Linked DNA regions of Sus scrofa: all the other regions are linked to region 1. The links are chromatin contacts, called in public Hi-C and HiChIP or PLAC-seq maps. All regions are on one chromosome and are shown on one strand. Each heading gives the region's core, a stretch centred on a gene start, on an enhancer-like site or on the middle of the called end of the contact. The rest is flanking DNA. Distances are from core to core; before and after follow the strand shown. Region 1 holds the start of PDZRN3 (E3 ubiquitin-protein ligase PDZRN3). Region 2 overlaps PDZRN3 (E3 ubiquitin-protein ligase PDZRN3). Region 3 overlaps PDZRN3 (E3 ubiquitin-protein ligase PDZRN3).

Evidence for each region. A called contact is a pair of places that touch in the nucleus more often than the background predicts. HiChIP or PLAC-seq counts read pairs in DNA pulled down with a chosen protein or histone mark.
Region 2: an H3K27ac HiChIP or PLAC-seq map of skeletal muscle shows a contact between it and region 1, with 4 times the contacts expected there. The contact joins the enhancer-like site here to the promoter of PDZRN3 in region 1. A contact is called at or near these places in 16 of 47 Hi-C or Micro-C datasets (alveolar macrophages, brain, embryonic fibroblasts and 9 more) and 1 of 2 datasets of contacts at active chromatin or transcription factors (skeletal muscle).
Region 3: a Hi-C map of embryonic fibroblasts shows a contact between it and region 1, with 3 times the contacts expected there. The contact joins the enhancer-like site here to the promoter of PDZRN3 in region 1. A contact is called at or near these places in 7 of 47 Hi-C or Micro-C datasets (adipocytes, embryonic fibroblasts, fibroblasts and 3 more) and 1 of 2 datasets of contacts at active chromatin or transcription factors (skeletal muscle).

What each region holds. Positions count from the first base shown.
Region 1 is chr13:54,902,831-54,906,828 of Sscrofa11.1, forward strand. It overlaps PDZRN3 (E3 ubiquitin-protein ligase PDZRN3), which reads right to left and starts at 1,912. Exons shown (of 10, transcript XM_021069221.1): 1 at 1,058-1,912. The coding sequence starts at 1,780.
Region 2 is chr13:54,781,217-54,785,214 of Sscrofa11.1, forward strand. The region is part of intron 3 of PDZRN3 (E3 ubiquitin-protein ligase PDZRN3); the gene reads right to left. Among named protein-coding and RNA genes, the nearest start is that of PDZRN3, 120 kb to the right of the region's middle. Within about 2 kb of position 1,750, at least 17 of the 83 cell types and tissues checked have an H3K27ac peak or open chromatin away from gene starts, as enhancers often do. A contact at or near this core is called in embryonic fibroblasts, fetal skeletal muscle and skeletal muscle, where this site is marked.
Region 3 is chr13:54,818,757-54,822,754 of Sscrofa11.1, forward strand. The region is part of intron 3 of PDZRN3 (E3 ubiquitin-protein ligase PDZRN3); the gene reads right to left. Among named protein-coding and RNA genes, the nearest start is that of PDZRN3, 84 kb to the right of the region's middle. Within about 2 kb of position 2,130, at least 9 of the 83 cell types and tissues checked have an H3K27ac peak or open chromatin away from gene starts, as enhancers often do. A contact at or near this core is called in embryonic fibroblasts and subcutaneous adipose tissue, where this site is marked.

The DNA.
Region 1 (3,998 bases), core at 662-3,161:
TAAATAAAAAACGCCTGAGAAGTAGAAGTGCTAAGCATAAGGCCTAGAGTAAAGCAAGCCTCAGTAGCAGTGCCTGTTAGAATTACACCAACTACCAGGACAAGTGGAAAGCTTACAAGGTAAAGATGTTAAAGATAATTGCAGTCAACACTTGTTGAGCATTCACTCTCCACCGGGCACTGCGCCAGATCTCTTTCAAATAGTCTTTCCCTGATGGGTGAAAAGAAACTATTTTACATTTAGGGAAACAGAGGCACCTGGAGGTTCATCTGCAAAGTCACTCAGCTGGCTGAGCAAAAGCCCAGATTCGGAAACAGTTCTAATCCCCAAAGACTCACCATCAATTATTACTTTATGTCTTGTTCCTTTAATTCTTTCTGGAATTCTTTCAATCCCTGGAGGCATACCAAAGAGGGGGCCTGGCTATGTTTCACACCCCCACCCCACCCCCTGTGTCACATCTCTAGGGCCACACTTTCCAACTTTAGAGAGCTTAAGCAGCTTGCTCAAGGTCAGCCAGCCAGTTGGCAGCAAAGCCCATGTCTGAATCCAGCTTTTGCTTCAGAGGCCTTTCCTCTGGCAACCTTCTTAACTTATTCTACATGGGCCGTGGGCTCCATTTATTCTTTCTGGAACTCTTCAGGGTGCATGAATACAGTTCACACTGTGTGTCATATCTTATCCTGTGCATCATGTGTGTAGCGACCAAGTTTCCCACCCTTTAAAGAGGTTAAGCGACCTCCGCAGGATCACCCAGCTGGTCCAAAGGAAAGCCTTTGCTCAGTTCTGACTTGGAGCTACACTCACTCTTACTCTACCCTGATCACAGATTCCTTTCAGTCTTTACGGAAACACTGAAGCTGCTGTCTAATCTGTAGGGACCACAATTTCTAAGTTTAGACTGATTCCTCGACCTGCCCACGGTGATATATCTGGCAAGCAGTGCCGGAGGAGGGAGGCAGGGATGCTCCGGGCATCCTGGTGCCCGCAGGGGCTGGGAGACGCCCTGGGGACCAGAGGGCCTGGCTGGGGGTCTGTGCTGGTGGTGGGCGCCTACCTTGCCGCCGGGCGGCGCGGCCACGCAGCGGCTGAGTGAATCGAGGCGTGCGCTGTACTCGGTGAACTTCTTCTGGTAGCGCAGGGCGGTCATCTGCAGCTCCAGCTGTGCGGCGGCCAGCTGCGCCACCAGCGACTTTTCCCGCTTGCCCGCGCGCAGCGCCTCCTTCTTGAGCGCCTTGTGCAGCGCGCCCAGGCGGGCCTGTAGGGCGCCGTTGTGCGCCCGCAGGGCCCGCGCGCAGCAGTGGCCGCCCGCGCGCTGCTCGCCGTGCGTCAGGGGCAGCCCGCAGCCCTCCTGGCAGCGGCCCACGGGCCGCGCGTCGCACGCGTCGCGCATGTGCGCCTCCACGTCTCGCCGCAGCAACACCTGGCCGCAGCCCGCGTGGCGGCAGCGCGCGGGCGCGAAGTCGCAGCGCTCTAGGTGCTCCGGCAGCTGCTGCAGCTTGACCACCCGGCCACAGCCGCGCGCGGCGTGCGCACACTTGATGTCCAGCTTGAGGATGAGACGCTTGAGCGGCAGGACGTGGTTAAGCTCCTTGGCCGAGAGGCGACCGCGGCAGCGTGCGGGGCAGCTGCCCTCCTGTACCACCCAGGGTAGCACGCAGCCGGCGCAGAAGACGTGGCCGCACGGCGTGGTGAGCGGGTCCTCCAGGACCTTGTGGCACAGCGCACACTTGAGGTCCGGGTCCACGTCGCCCTCGAAGCGGTCCAGCTCGAAGCCCATGGTGGCGGCCGGGGCCCGGGGTCGCCGCCGGGCGGCCGGCCGCCCACTCCCTCCCTGCGAAGCAGCCCAGACGCGCCGGCTGCGCCGCCGGCTCGCTCGCTCTCCCCGGACTGAGCCTAATTGCTGCAGACTTCCTCGGAAAAAGCCTGAGGAACAAAACTCCTCAGCCGTATTTACCAGAGCGCGTGCGCACAAACATCCTGCCTCGGCTGCCTCACGCCCGCCCCCTGCGAAAGGGAGGGGAAAAGAGACAGGAGGGTAAGGAGACCCAGAGGCTCGCCGCCGAGGGAACTAGCGCGCCCAGAATGCGGCCACAGACCCTCTCTCCGGAAACTCCTCTCCCCCTTGTAGTTTTCGCTGTAGGAGACAAAACGCCAACCGAGAAAAGATCACTGAGGGGCGGAGGATGCTGCTGTCGTCCAGACAGTTTTCCTGGAGCTCCTTCCTGGCCACATGGAGACTTATTACCCCCCCACACCTCTTTTCTTGCCTGATTGCAGAGAGCGAAAAATATCTTGGGGCCCGCTATCTGAGCACTTACGGTCTTTATTTATTTATTTCTTACCAGGGAAAGTTACTGAGCCTTTGGGACGCTCCTGCAACTACAGTTCCGCCCAGAGGTTCTGCAGACCCCTTGGTTTGCCTGGCCTAGGTTTCTAGGAGCAGAGGGCGAGTCTACGGTGGCAAATTTTCAGGGATGAGAGTTGCTCGCCGGCTGCCTGCCGGGCTGTCTCTGTCCACTTCACCTAACAGCTCTGAAGTGTTTCCACTGCAGTGTAGCATGCGTTGTGTTGGGTGGGCCCTGCTAAATAGGTCCCTTTAAGAATAACTGGTAGAGGAGTTCCCGTCGTGGCGCAGTGGTTAACGAATCCGACTAGGAACCATGAGGTTGCGGGTTCGGTCCCTGCCCTTGCTCAGTGGGTTGATGATCTGGCGTTGCCATGAGCTGTGGTGTAGGTTGCAGACGCGGCTCGGATCCCGCGTTGCTGTGGCTCTGGCGTAGGCCAGTGGCTACAGCTCCGATTAGACCCCTAGCCTGGGAACCTCCATATGCCGCGGGAGCGGCCCAAGAAATAACAAAAAGACAAAAAAAAAAAAAAAAAAAAAAAAAAAAAAGAATAACTGGTAGAATATTGTGAGAGAGTGTTAGCAGTTTTAAAAGATAATTTCCCCCATTACAAAAGAAGGAACGCTGTCCTACAGTGTTAAAAACTGCCTCTATAGAACTTGGAGAAGTTTCCCTGTAATCCTCTGCAATCATATAAACTGTGTTCCTTAAGGTTTTTTTTTTTCCCTATGGTTTGTACACTGTTATATTTTCATTTGCCACACTCAGAGAGGCAAAATAAAAGTCTTGTAGGGCCTGTAGAGCAGTCTTAAATTTTAAGGTGGATGCAGATTCTGATCCAAGTACGTCTGGGGTGGAGTGTCAGTCTCTGAAAGAGACTCCAAGTGGTGCTGATGCTATTGGCCTATGGATTTCCACTTGTTTGGGAAGCAGCCATTCATGAATGTGGAATATGGACTCTTTTCCTCTGCCACGGGGGTGGGGGGGGGTAGCTTTTTTCAATCAGGGCAGTTTTCGGCAACACTTATGAGTGCTGAGGGAATCCTCTGGGCTTCCAACCCAGGAGATCAATTCATAGCATCATCCATGGATTTGGTGTTTTTTTTTGTTTTTTTTTTTTTTCTCTCCTCAGGCCTTAGACCATGCTAAGAAAGACCCAGCCAACATTTGGTAAGAAAGAAATCAAGCTGTGGAATTCTTATTTGGAATGTGCTGCCGGTTCCTGAAGAGTGAAGTGGAAAAGTTGGATCCCTGTGTTGAGTGTGGCTCTGGGGCCTGGAAAGTGGGATTACAGCATCCATTTTTGTCTAATTGCTTTTATTTCTCTCCTTTATGTGTCTGCGAAAGCCCCGTGACCTTCACTACTTAACTGCTTCACCAGAGTGAAAGGGTTGCCTTGATGTTCATAAGGATTACTTGTTTTGAACTGACCTTTAAAAAGTTGTCACTGCTTAGATTTTTCAGTGCCTGGTCGAGGTCACTGGACGTGTTCTTTCATCATTGTCGGTGGCATTTGTTGTCTGTTTGTGGTTGGGACTTTCTTTTAATTGCTTTAATCAATTAATGCATTCCTTTGCTAGTACTTCGGGTGGAGTATAATTGGCCTTTGTTCAGATAAGCATGTGCCAGAAATCCTCCATCAGTATATTT
Region 2 (3,998 bases), core at 500-2,999, 120 kb before region 1:
TTACATTTTTTATGTGTTTGACTTTTCCTTTCTTATTTTTCCAAGACGCCCACATGAGGAAGTGACTTTGCCTTCATAGGCACATTGGAAACCAGCCATCCTGGGACAGGATGCTAAGGATGACATGTTCAGTGAACACCTACCACGTGACCGATGCTTGGTTAGGTTCTGGAAGTGAACACAGCAGGACACAGACCCCAGCGGTGGTCCCTGCCCCTGGAAGGCAGAGGACAGGCCCTCTGCAGCGAAGGTCCCCTGATTTCTCTATCACGTGTGCCTTAGTTTCCTCCTCGGTGATAACCAAGGAGTTGAACTAGAAGATGGCTAATGTCCCTTTTGGCTCTCCCAGTGCTACAGCCCCAAGAGGTATCTGTTGCTATTTATTAACTTACTGAGGAATGAGGCTTTGAGCCCTGAAGGACAGAAGTAACTCTTTGGAAGAGTCACACCAGAATTTAATTTTAAGTTGAGGTCTCAGGCTTTTAGGAGGAAAAAAAAAAAGCCTTTTTATGGCTAATATTCTATTGTATATATGTACCACCTCTTTATCCATTCCTCTGCTGATAGATATTTAGGTTGCTTGCATATCTTGGCTATTGTGAATATTGTTGCTATGGACATGCATCCTTTTGAGTCATGGTTTTCTCCGGATAGATGCCCAGGAGTGGGATTGCTGGATCATATGGTGATTCTATTTTTAGTTACTTGAGGAACCTCCATGCTGTTTTCCATAGCAGTTGTACAAATTTACATTCCTATCTACAGCGCAGGGGGCTTCTCGATGTTACTTGTCCATAAAAAAAAAAAAAATGCATTAATGGTATTTGCAGCAACATGGATAGGCGGTAGAAATTATCATAGTAAGTGAAGTTAGAGACAATTTAGGACAAACATCATAGGATATCATTTATATGTGGAATCTAAGAAAAGGCTACGAATGAACTCATTTGCAGAACAGACTCACAGACTTTGAAAAACTTATGGTTACCAAAGGGGACACGTGTGCAGGAGGGAGGGGTAGATTGGGGATTTGGGATGGAAATGTTCTCAAATTAGGTTGTGGTGATGTCTATACAACTATAAATATAATAAAATTCATTGAATGATTAAAAAGAAAAAAAACAGCCTCTTGCCTCCCCATCTAATCAACTGCAAGCAGCTACTTTCAGCTCTGATTGAATAATCAATTCTTGCCAGAAGATGCCTGAGTAAATACCAAACAGACAACTTCCTGCCTTGAGTCCTGGCCTGGGGTGGCTCTTTCCTAAGGAAAAAAACTGCTGCAAATGTTTCCACCTGAGGAAAACAGAGGCCAGAGCCTCCCTGCACCCATTCCTTGAAAGCAATACTTGCAAATGTTTTGAAAACAACAGATTATCTTTAAAGAAGCAGCAGCAACAACAGAAAGCCATTTGTTGCTTCCACCAGGCCTGATTCATTTGTTGTACACTGGGGGGTGGAGGTGGGGGATAGGGGTGGGGAGGAGAGGCGCTGCTCTACCAAATGTTTCCTATCAGAGACAAGTATTCTGATTATCAGCAAAACACTAGATGGATGTGCCAGCAACTTGGTCAACGACTGAGCTTGGGGATTCCATAGAATCCATACTACATTCTTTCTGCCTCTTGCCTCCGTCCATTTTCCTGTCTACGAATCTGCTGCCTGGCAATCAGGCATGACTGTAAGGAGTGGATTACTGTGAGAGATGAAATTAGTGCTCTTGTCTTGTCCCGGAACTCCACTCCTAGGTCTCAACCACAGAAGAAATACCAGCATGCATGCACAGGGAGAAATATGCAAGGCAGTTCACAAAAACACAAGACCAGAGTAGCCAACAACCTCGAGATCCAGGAAGAGGGCCATGGAAAATGTGTGTGTGCTCTAGGCTGGGGAAAAGGCCTGGACCAGAGAGAAATCTGAAAGACCCAGAAGTATGAAATACAGTGGGAAAGAACCCAGAGCAGATTCATAGCAGGGCTTGCCCTCTGCACCGGGGAAGGGTCTAGCTGGGGAGTGGGTGGGAGGCGGGTTCAGATCCAAGGAGGGCTTTAGATCTAGATGTAACATTCTACAACTCTAACACGAGACTATGAAGGAAACTGAGTTCAGATAGTCTCACTATATAAATAGAGGAAGAAAAAAAAAACCCTCTGAAAGTGGGTGTGGCAAATGGGACTACTTTTAGAGGGCAGGTGTACAGGTGACTCAATTTCTCCTTTGTGCTTCTCTCTTTTTCATTCTTTACCCTCAATAAAAAAAACACAAACACACCTTTCTCCTGTGGCCTTCTGGATGCCCACCATGAAGAACAAAAGCTACAATGCAAGAGACAAGGGCTAAAGCAGGAAGCAGGTACTGGCTATTTTTCATTTTTGGCTGGTCCACAGCATATGGAGCTCCTGCGCCAGGAATCAGATCTGAGCCAAGGTGTGAACTAAGCTGTCAGTGTGACACCATCAGATCCTTAGCCGCTATGCGGAGCCTGGGGTCAAACCCATATTGCCGTACGTCCAAGATGCTGCCAATCCCGTTGCGCCACAGTGGGAGCTCCCAGGTACTTGCCTCATTCCTTCTTGTTTGTGCCAGAAAAAGGATCCTTCTTTGCAACCCTGCCCCCGCCCCCGCCCCCGAGCCCAGTCCTGGATATCCGCTGATCCTCTTCTGCAGCCAGGGGCCCCTGGGGCTGGCTTTCGGGGTGAATCTGGTTGGATCCCATACTTGGTCTTGCTTGTGTCTTTGAACAGTCTTTGCAGGCAAGTTTTCCACTCTCGGGTTCCAAGTGCTCCAGGCGGTGGGAATGGTTTTGCTGCCAGTCTCCTCTTGAGGCTCGGGGCCTGGGGCAGCTCAGGGATGGAAAGAGAGTGTGGCCCTGTTTCTCACCGCCCCACAGTCCCGGCTGTAGCTTCGGCACACAAAGCGGGTGTTGCTGTAAAAAAGCCGTTCTGCTGGCACTCGGAAAACAAATCTGTAGAGGATCTGAACCAAGGCTCAGCCGCCAAACAGACATCTCATTGTGCTCAGGGTTTCAAAAAGGAGCCCTTCCGAAGTGGGGGCCTTTCAGGCTGACAGTTAAATCACAACGGCCGGTATTTACAGCAACAGCTTCCAACTGTCTGGCCGAATCCATCATATTCCTATTTCACAGAAACCAGGGGTGGTTAACAACACAGAAGCTGGGGGCGACCCGAAAGTAAAGGGCGGGTGAGCCAGAATGTGTGTAAGAAACCAGACCTTCCATACGGCAGGAGTTAACACATGCCTTCGCCTTTCGTAAACAAGTTTTGTTGTTGTTGTTTTTCAATCAAGTGACAAATGTAATAGATCAGAAGACACCCACACAGACAGGTCTTAAGGCAGCTTTATGCTCATTAAATCAAGTCCATTCCTGGAGCACTTTCAGCCGTGGGGGGGCTGGGGGTGGCAAGGAGGTTGCGTGATTCTTAGCTTCTTACTAAAAGCTTGGAAAGCAGAGCTCCGTGGGCCCAGAGCAGCAGCCAACCGTTCCAAATGCAGACAGGAAACACCTGGAACTCTGCGCCACTCGGGCCTGCACTTTACGTTTCAAAACAGAGGATTCTGAATTGTTCATAAATATTTGTCTTGTTTCAATAAAACACTCTTCAACCAGTTTCATAAACCCTCGGTTCAGAAGGCTCAAACATACACGCTACTAGTCGTCCACATTCTTTTAACATTGCATCTATTTATGTGGACGATATTCTGGAAACCTAAAACCCAAAGGAAGGCGTTTAATGGTGTCATAAGGGAATTGCAGGGCTTTTTTTGGGGAGGGGAGGACAAGTTTCCCCATCAATAAAGCCCAAATCATGCTTGTTTTCTGAAAAAGGTTTTTAAAAATACTAAATTGGAGTATAAATTAAACCCAAGTTTCCCTAACTTGCCCATTACAGTAAATAAAACCCAGACAAACCCTTCTAGGGACTTAGAAAAGGCCTTAGTATAACTGACAATTAAACCTCCAGCTATAGGGCAGAGTC
Region 3 (3,998 bases), core at 880-3,379, 84 kb before region 1:
AACTATGCCTCAGCTCACCATAATGCCAGATCCTTAACCCACTGAGCCAGACCAGGGATCAAACCCATGTCCTCATGGATACTAATCAAGTTTGTTACTGCTAAGCCACAACAGGAATGCCAGGAATATCCAGTTTTAAGCAAACATTGTATCACATTAGCTACTTACAGAAATAAAAACACAAAATGGACAAAAGCTTAGACTGCTAGAAAATGCCTGAGCTCCTGGAACTAAATGTAGCAATTGCGCTTACATTTATTAAGCACTTACTATATACCAGGTACAAAGAGGAAGGAAAAATATCAGATCAAGCCAGAAGAAATTGCCAATATTCACCCATTCTGACCTACAGCAAAAGGTAGTGTCACATGGCTCACCCCCAGCAGTTCTGATCCTTGAGACATTTTCACCTAGAAACTACTCAAATATGTAGGCAAAAATCCTCAGCTCTTTAAACTTCTCGGCAATGGCAAGACTTTGATAAAAGTATTTTTCTCCACAAAGCCTTAATGTGGGGAATTTGGCTGCAAGCAATGGCAGCTTTTTCACACATGGTGGTGGAAGTGCTGAGGGGAGGCAATGATGGTGTGAATGGGGACGAAAGTCACCACTTCTTGAACAAAACCGAAGGTCCAGGCTCACCAACTGGCTCTGCCACTCCCTGTGTGACCACTAGGATGCAAGCTCCACCCACAAGAACAGAAGCCCTGTGAGGACACTTCTGTCTGGACACTATGTCCCCAGGACCTAGAAGAAAGACCATATGCAGGGAAGGCACTTATTACCTGTTGAATAAATGAGCAATTAAGTGAGTGAATCCCACTGGGCAAAATTCACTGGATGAATACCATCTTTTCAGGTGCAGACAGAGATGATGGTACTGAAAGATGCAAGAGGAGATAAACAGACAATGTGTGTCATGTTCATTTATCTGTAAACCTAGGGTTGCATCTACCACTGGAAAATAAGGACCAGCAGGAGGCAGCACAGAACAAAGAAAACCTTACACATGTAGCCAAGTGGTCCTATAAAAGTTGCAAGTTATCTGTCCTCGGATCACAAAAAGCACTGGATTATTCACTTTGTGAAATAACTAACCAAGGAAACCCAGCACTTTCACCAGTAGAAAAAGAGCTTCAGCACAGGCGTTTTTGGTCCTGGTTCTCCCTGCACGGGGATTTCAGGTGACGCTCAGATTTCAAGGTTTCAAAGCTGGAATTCAGACTCTTTTCCAACTTGCCTAAAACATTTTATGATTGCTGTTAAATATTTTTAAAATGCTGCTGAGAATGGTTCCCCCACTTACATACACACACAAAATGTAGATGGATAATATTTATATTGTCTTCATGTTGAAGCTAAACACTGACTTCGTCAAACTTTTTACACTGGAAGGTGATGCGTGCTTCTGCAGATGTATACTCTTCGAGTCCATGCAACTTATGAATGCGCGAATGACTGTTACTATACGGGAAGAAAAGAGGACACTTTGGAACCAGCCGAGCCTGAGCTCTGTAGCTGCAACGTAGGGTGGGAACACTGAGGCCCAGCTCTGCTCCCCACTCCCTGCCCCTTGCATTCCAAGTGCCTGGGTTTTGGTGCCTGAAAGGCCCAGCACCATCCCCAAGGGCAGAATTCCTTCCATCCCACTCACGACAACAGCCCAAGTGAGGAATCCTAAGCGTCCCTAATTCATCATCTTCAGGATGGAGGAGAAAAAAATTCCCCACAAGCCCTCACTAACGCAACTCTGGAAGCAGGTTGACTCATTTCATTTCTGTGGTTTGACAGACTAAAAGCTCTGGAGTCTTATTGGCAGTAGGTAGTTTTTTCCTTAAAGCTTAAGGAAAAACGAAAACACTCAAAAATATCATGAGCTGACAGCAAAGTTACCCTTCCTGGTTTATGGTTGTGGGTGTTTCTGCCAGCATCCCAGCAGCAAGAGCAAAGTTACTGGTGCAGAGTAAACCACTTGGTAAGAATCTGTGGCTGGTAAAGAGATAAAACTTAGTGACCCCAAGTGGTCAGAGGTGGGGAATACCTATAAAAGCCACTCTGAGCTCTGGTCCAGGCAGAGGCCCCATCTGCTCTCCTGTCTGCTCTTTGCTTATAGGCCAGAGAGAAGAGGCTCGGCTGCAAAACAACCATGTGGAGGCAGTCTGCTGCCTGGGTGGGGGGGTGAGCCGAACTCACTGCCCTGTGGGGTGTATGTGGGACGAGGGTCACTTCCCTGCCACCCCAAAAAGGGGGAGGAGAGTCTTCTCCATTGTCGCTAACGTTGTGAGCCCACTGAAGCCTGGTGGGTCAGCCCCGAGACAAAGTCAACCCTGAAGCTTGATTTTATTTGTTCTTGGCAAGTCCCAACTTCCTGGTTCTAAGGGGATGGAGGGGTGCTGGTTGGGGGGGGTAGTTAAAAGTCTCATAAAAAGGCTCCAAATGCTTCTTGGACACCAAAGAGCTCTTACAAAACTACATTTTGATGAGCTACATGTAAATGAATCAGAAACATATGGATTTCATTTCCTTCATAATACACAGGGGTTTAGGAATGAAGAGGTGGGGGAATTCTTGGCAAGAGCAGTCCAGGCTCTGGCGAAAATGTTACAGGGTTGGGGGGATGGCTTCAGATATTGGCTAAACCTAAATTAAGATGAGGACAACCACACACCCACCCCTTCGTCTGTGAGGCTTTTGATATCTACCCGCCAACCTGAGATGCCAGTGAGAAAAAGGACCACCTCCACCAAAGCGACGGGCACAGGAGTCTGGGGTTGTCCTCTCATGTTGTTCTGTGAGCAACTGAAGAATACTGGCTGTTCTGGGGCTGCTGGGACTTATGAAGCAGGAGAGAGAAACATTTTATACCTCAGATTTCCACTAAAGGGAAGGCAGGCGGCATTTTCATAAAAAGCCTATCAAAGTACCATGGCAAAGAAGGGATCCTATTTTTGAACACTCGCCAATTTGAATCTCTCATGGAAGGGGGGGCACCTCATTTTTGGAGGCTTGATTCTCCCACTGGGAGCCTGACCACCTCAAATCCCGGATGGAGGCAGGGGTGCTTGAGGCACCCACATCACACAGAGGTGCTTTTCATCTGGGCCTTTCACACATGTGTTTTATTAAGCTAAAGAATTACGGGGGGTGGGTGCAGATAGAGAAGCCAGGAGCAAATGAGGTTTCTGGAGTGAGCCCCGCAATAGGGTCAATTGCTCAACACCTGTTTTGGCTAAAAATTAAATGGGCAGTTTTAATGTTACCTATCAGAAGCCGAGGGGTGTGGTCCAAGTGGAGATGAGGGATTCTTGCCAAAGAAGAAAATAAATAAAACCAAAAGCAGATGGGCAGATGTGAGGGAGGGAGGATACACAGAGAAATGGCAAAGAGGCATATGTTCCCAAGACAGAACTGATGAGGAAGCACTTTAAAACAGTCCAGAGAGAGAGAAAATGCTACAGAAAATGGCACCTGCCCCCCACCAGGCACAGAGCTGACTGTATGGGTGGGGAACATCAAACATCCTCAAACTATTTTCTTTTCATGGGTCACATGCTTGGTGGCTTATCTCTTCTCGCCTCTGAACACAAGTACAATCACTTTCTGTTGATAATCATGTTCAGCTTAATTACACAGAGGTTGCACTTGGGCATTTCCTTCCTTGATGCTGAAGTGATGCCATTATTTTTCATGTAATTGCAGAATAAGGGGTGCTCTGTTCATGCAGTCCAGGAATTGCTAATCCAACAATGGTGAATACCAAGGCAGTGCACAACTTCAATTTTCATGATTACTATTAATTAAGGGTCTGTCAAAGGGACAGAATGGGCTCTTTTCTTCTCTATCAGCAGCACAGGCACTTTCCCCAAGAGAGGATGCATGACAGGAAGGAAGAGTGAGTCAGGCTGCACCATCTCTTGGGTTCAAAGCCCAATCCCACCAGCTCAAGATGGGTATTGGAACAGCCACTTTTACAAGTTCGCTCTTCCAGAGAGGCCGGG